Linked DNA regions of Mus musculus: region 2 is linked to region 1. Evidence: chromatin contacts called from public HiChIP or PLAC-seq data. All regions are on one chromosome and are shown on one strand. Each heading gives the region's core, a stretch centred on a gene start, on an enhancer-like site or on the middle of the called end of the contact. The rest is flanking DNA. Distances are from core to core; before and after follow the strand shown.

Region 1 (2,737 bases), core at 66-2,565:
CCAGAGAGAGGTTTCCCAATTTAAAAAAAAAAAAAATGTTTAACCTATCATATAACCAGAACTCATCACCTGCATCAAGTAATGAAATAGCTCAATCAGTAAGAAAGAAAAACAACACAGGCTAATATCTGGAACAGAAAACAAACAGGAAATATTTGAAAGGACCAAAATCGTACATACGGATTAACGGGGCATGAAATTAAATGCGGGTCAACACACCTGTTTAAGAAAGAGGAACCGGGGGCGTCTGAAAGTCTTACATTATTTGGTATTAACACTAAATCCTAAGCTGGCAGCGAGTGGAAAGTCAGCGAGCTCCTAGCTCAAGCAAAACTACACAGTATTTAAGCGACAGCACTTTAGCTCTGACTCAGTTTCTTGACTCATAAAAAGAATTCTGCAGAGGCGCGTAACTCTAAAGCACTCACTGCACAAACGTTTAGCATCTCTGCACGGCTTTTACTTCACAAATGGCAAAAGTCTCTGGTGTTTTGATAATGCAAACCTGCTGCGTCTGGAAGAAGAGATTCAAGTGAAGCTGGCTGGAGAGGTCAAGTGTGGAAGCAAAGGGATGGAAAGTGGTACACACCGAGGGACACATCCACACAGACCAATCAAGGAACAGAGGATGTCATCCGTCCCGCTGCAGCCTCAGCACCATACCCGCGGAGCAGCAGCAGCCGGCTGCCCGGCACATCGCACGCAGGCCGACTTGCCAAGGGGCGGCGTATTTTCTGTTTGTGATTACCAAGTGGGTGTAAGGCAGAGCTGGGATAAACACACTTTACGGCCCGTCTGCAACTGACCGCGGCACCCAGCGAAGCCGCTCTGGGGTAACCGGCGGCGGCCACCGTACATTCTCTCAGCCCAGCGTCGAGGGCTTCAGTCCTGGGCTCACTGCGGCCGTGGGCAGCACGGACCTGAAAGCCCGGAGGGCGCGCGGCGCGGCCCGGCCCGGCCCGGCCCTGACTGACTCCGCGTGGGCCGGTGTCGCGGACTCGGCCGCGGCCTGCCCCGGGCCCGCCCGCTTACCGCATTCTTTTTCTGCACCATTTTGTCCATCTTCTTGGCAATGCGAACCACCTCGTCCTCCATGGCTCCGGAAGGCCTCCCCTCGCCCGGCCACAGCGGACGGGAAGCGAGAGAAGCTGCGCGGACGTTGGACAAGCCGCGAAGCCGCTGGCCTAGGCCTTCCTCACAGACCCGGCCCGCGGCGGCAGGGATAAGCGCTCCGCCCCCTAGGCCGTGCCAGTCAAGCACCGCGCGCGCCACACAGGCACTACGAATCGATCGCAGGAGACTGGAAAGTAGAAGTGGCTCGCTCAGGCGTGCGCTGTTCTTTTAATCTATTCCCGCCCCCAGCAGTCTGGAACTTCCGGCCCTATCCGGACTCGCGTTGCTGGCGAGCTGGAGTTGGACGGAGTCCGGCTTTCACGCCAGAGGGATCAGGCAGTAGGCGGTAGGTTGCTACGAGTTCCATCGAAACCCCTCCGGCAGAGCGTTCTCTGGGACGCAGGACAGGCATTGCCGAGGGCTTAAAGCGCATGAGCACTGAGGCTCACTCTTGGACTCAGATATTCAAACCATCTAGCCTGCTGATGAAAACCGACTAAAAAGACGACGGCCTTGAGAATTGTGACTTAAAAAAAGCCACGGTAAAAAAATGACATGTATAGTGTCTGGGATTGTTTTTACTTTGTTCCATGTGTTGAAAGTTAATAAATCAGGAGCCAATGAACATTACAGACTTTTAAGACTCAAAATATCTTCTTTCCAATGAAAAAAGTTAACTAAAACACATGTCGTGTCAAATTAAACATTTGTCACCAAGCATGATAGAAGGCCGTGGCATATAACTAATGTGCATTTTCACACTTTAAACTTAAGATCAAATAAAGTATAGCTCCCCAGGGTAACAGTGAATTCCACTTTGACTAATCAGTTTCTATTGAAAGTAAATGGTTCAGTACCATTTTTCACCCATAACTCATGCTTTTCATTTATTTTCTTTGTCCTTTTCCTTCAATTTCCTTGTGAGGTAATAAAGAGGAGACAATCACCAGGCAGTGGTGCCCCACGCCTTTGATCTCAGCACTTGGGAGGCAGAGGCAGGCGGATTTCTGAGTTCGAGGCCAGTCTGGTCTACAAAGTGAGTTCCAGGACAGCCAGAGCTACACAGAGAAACCCTGTCTCGAAAAACCGGAAAAAAAAAAAAAAAAAAAAAAAAAAGAGGGGACAACATTTTCTCATTTGCAGATGAGAAAGTGGGTCTGTGTCCAGTTAAACCATTTACTACCAATTCACACTATGCATAACAGCATTTCAAAGTTAATTACCATTAACCAAAATTTACCACTTAAGATTCTCTCTATACTAAGATAAAGCCCTTTATGGTTCAAGATATCTATCTGGTCTCCACTGCCTTGAGACAGGGTCTCTCCCTGAATTAGAAGTTTGAAGTCAGCTAGGCTGACTGGCCAGCAAATTCCCCAATCGGCCTCTCTTAGACTCCCAAGCATTGTGGTTGCAGGAATGCACATCTATGCCCAGCTTTTTTCTGCAGGTGCTGGGAATTCCATCTCAGAACCCCAGGCACTCATGCTTGGAAAACAAGTACTCCTGTCCACTTAGCCATCTCCCCAGCCTCAAGTTAAGTTTTAAGTGTTGTAAGAGAAACAAAGTTTACCATTTTAGCTTTTTGTTTTTAGACAGGGTCTTTTGTAGCCTATGCTTGCCT
Region 2 (2,737 bases), core at 158-2,657, 200 kb before region 1:
GGTTACAGAGACAAAGTTTGCAGCTGAGACAAAAGGATGGACCATCTATAGACTGTCACACTCGGGGATCTGTCCCATAATCAGCCTCCAAATGCTGACACCATTGCATATGCCAGCAAGATTTTGCTGAAAGAACCTTGATATAGTTGTCTCTTGTGAGACTATGCCGGTGCCTGGTAAATACAGAAGTGGATGCTCACAGTCAGCTATTGGATGGAACACAGGGCCCCCAATGGAGGAGCTAGAGAAAGTACCCAAAGAGCTAAAGTTTAAATTTACAGGAATTGCTAAAGGGGTCTGCAGCCCTATAGGTGGAACAACAATATGAACTAACCAGTACCCTGGAGCTCCTGTCTCTAGCTGCATATGTAGCAGAAGATGGCCTATTCGGCCATCATTGGGAAGAGGGACCCCTTGGTCTTGCAAACTTTATATGTCTCAGTACAGGGGAATGTCAGGGTCAAGAAGTGGGAGTGGTTGGGTAGGGGAGTGGGTGGGGGAGGGTATGGGGAACTTTTGGGATAGCATTTGAAATGTAAATGAAGAAAATACCTAATTTTTTAAAATTGGAAATAAAACAAAAGAAATAGAAATTAAATTTTAAAAAAATGAAATGAAGGGAAAGTGGTGGGTATAATTAGAAAGAGGTGAATGGTCTAGTAGGGGACATGCAGTGGCACATCTTGATTGTAGTGACTGGCCCACAAACCTAGGCATTTGATAAAACCTCACATACAAGTGCATGTAATACATGGGAAATCTGAGTGACCACTATGAATTGTGCCAATGATGCTGGCTTTGACACTGAACTGTAGTTCTGCAGTCTTCATAAAGGCTAAACTCAATGTCCACAATGAACTATTTTCTTTTTAGCAATTTCCTGTAAATTTAAACTGATTGCGGAATAAATGTTAAAGCACTGCACTAGCAGGTTAGATTGATGTTGCTGACATGCTAATTGCTCCCCTTTATTATCATGGCACTTCTGGTTGTTCCTTTCATTTGGATCCTTGCCCAGCTTCATTAAGTCAGTAGATTGAAGCTGTCAGACCAGGTTTAGACTTAAAAAACAAGTTTGGAAATACTGCTGGCTACATATGGGATGTTGAAAATCAGGTGAGTGGTGACATGAATCTGGGTTTTCTGAAAAATCTTTGCACTAAACTGATAGTTGCCAAAAGCAATTTAGAAAATAGACTGTGGCTGGGAACATGGGTTTGTGAGTAAAAGTACTTGATATAAAAGCATATACATAAAAGTGGAACATGGATCCATGTGCTTGTGACATCATCATTAGATGGCAGAGATAGGCAGATTCTAGGAACTCACTGGCCAGACAGCCTAGCTGAAACAGATGAGCTTCCTGTTCAGTGATAGACCTGTCTCAAGGGAATGAAGTCGAGAGTAATATCCTCCTCTGGCCTCCACATCACAGGTACCCACTCACTCATGGGCATTCATCACATGTATACTTACACAGCACAAACATATTCAACAGAAATAAAAGGAAAAAAGTCCTGCAGAAATGCAAAACTAATATCTATTCATCACAGATAAGAAACAAAGTAAAGTCATGATACCACTAAAGTCCAATCTGATGGACCAATGAGTTTATTGGGCTACTTACAGAATTATAGATGAAGGGTTACTTACAGAAGCAGAAATAACTTAAACACAGCAGCAGCAGCAAAAGTCCACTCCAGCATAAGTGACAACTCATGAGATCTGGACCCCCTCCAGATTACTGCAGGACTTTCAGACAGCTGAACAGGTTGGGGGGGGGGGATTTTAGGTATTTTCTACGACTTCTTTCTTCCAGAATCTTTTTTTTTTTTTAATTTAGTGTATGAGTGCTCTGCTGCATATACATCTGCAGGCCAGAAGAGGACATCAGATCCTTTTATGGATGGTTGTGAGCCAGCATGTGGTTTCTGGGAATTGAATTAGAGACCTCTGAAAGAGAAGCCAGTGGTCTTAGACACTGAGACATATCATAGGCCCTTCTTCCAGAATATTAAAGGGGGCTTCCTTTAGAACTTCCACGGTCCTTTTCTTTTCTCTTTTCTTTGCATTTTTTCTTTTTGCCTCCTCCTCCTTCTTTTCCTCCTCTTCCTTCTCCTACTTCTCCTCCTCCTCTTCCTCCTTCTCCTCCTCTTCTTCTTTTTGAAGGTCTTACTTCGGAGCCCAGAGTAGCCATGAACTCATTAAAAATCTGCCTATTTCTGCCTCCTTAGTACTATAATCAAAGGTGTGGGATAGCATTCCTGACCAAATGCCAAGATCTTAGAGCCTCAGAGAAAAATGCTAAACAACTGTGAAGTCAGCACTTAGTAGAGCTGGAGGCAGGAGTTCAAGACAAGCCTTAGCTACTGTGAGTCTCAAGGTTCTGTTTTAGTTACTGTGCCTATGAGATCCATAAAGCAAAAATATCTCTAACTTGCCCAAAGGCAAAACTTCCTGAAATGTTGGAGGCTACTGTTTTATGGGATATAATAAGCCATGTTTTCATTCTCCTATACAAGCTTTTCTAACTCAATGGTAAGGTTGTGCTAGGTCACATGTAGGCTGGAAGTACATAGGCAAGAACTGTGTTGGGATGTGTGCTTGTCCCTGATTGAACCTGATGGGAAATGCATGGTCTAATGGGGTTTCCTTTTTAAGCTTCTGCAAAACGTGACCTGTGGCCATTTTCTGGCAACCCAGGATTAAGCCCAGCCAGAGTTTATCATCCTATCAA

What was found. HiChIP or PLAC-seq counts read pairs in DNA pulled down with a chosen protein or histone mark.
Region 2: a contact with region 1 is called in an H3K4me3 HiChIP or PLAC-seq map of the 230-238 cell line, with 15 read pairs. The contact joins the enhancer-like site here to the promoter of Tcea1 in region 1. A contact is called at or near these places in 4 of 39 promoter capture datasets (3T3-L1-derived adipocytes, the C10 cell line, the HPC-7 cell line and 1 more), 6 of 115 datasets of contacts at active chromatin or transcription factors (the 230-238 cell line, embryonic stem cells, neural progenitor cells and 1 more) and 2 of 9 other capture datasets (adipose tissue and pancreatic islet).

Annotation. Positions count from the first base shown.
Region 1 is chr1:4,856,272-4,859,008 of GRCm38.p6, reverse strand. Tcea1 (transcription elongation factor A (SII) 1) reads right to left here and starts at 1,315. Exons shown (of 10, transcript NM_011541.4): 1 at 1,033-1,315. The coding sequence starts at 1,095.
Region 2 is chr1:5,054,436-5,057,172 of GRCm38.p6, reverse strand. It overlaps a transcript of Rgs20 not described here. Among named protein-coding and RNA genes, the nearest start is that of Atp6v1h, 27 kb to the left of the region's middle. Within about 2 kb of position 1,407, at least 3 of the 459 cell types and tissues checked have an H3K27ac peak or open chromatin away from gene starts, as enhancers often do. A contact at or near this core is called in the 230-238 cell line, where this site is marked.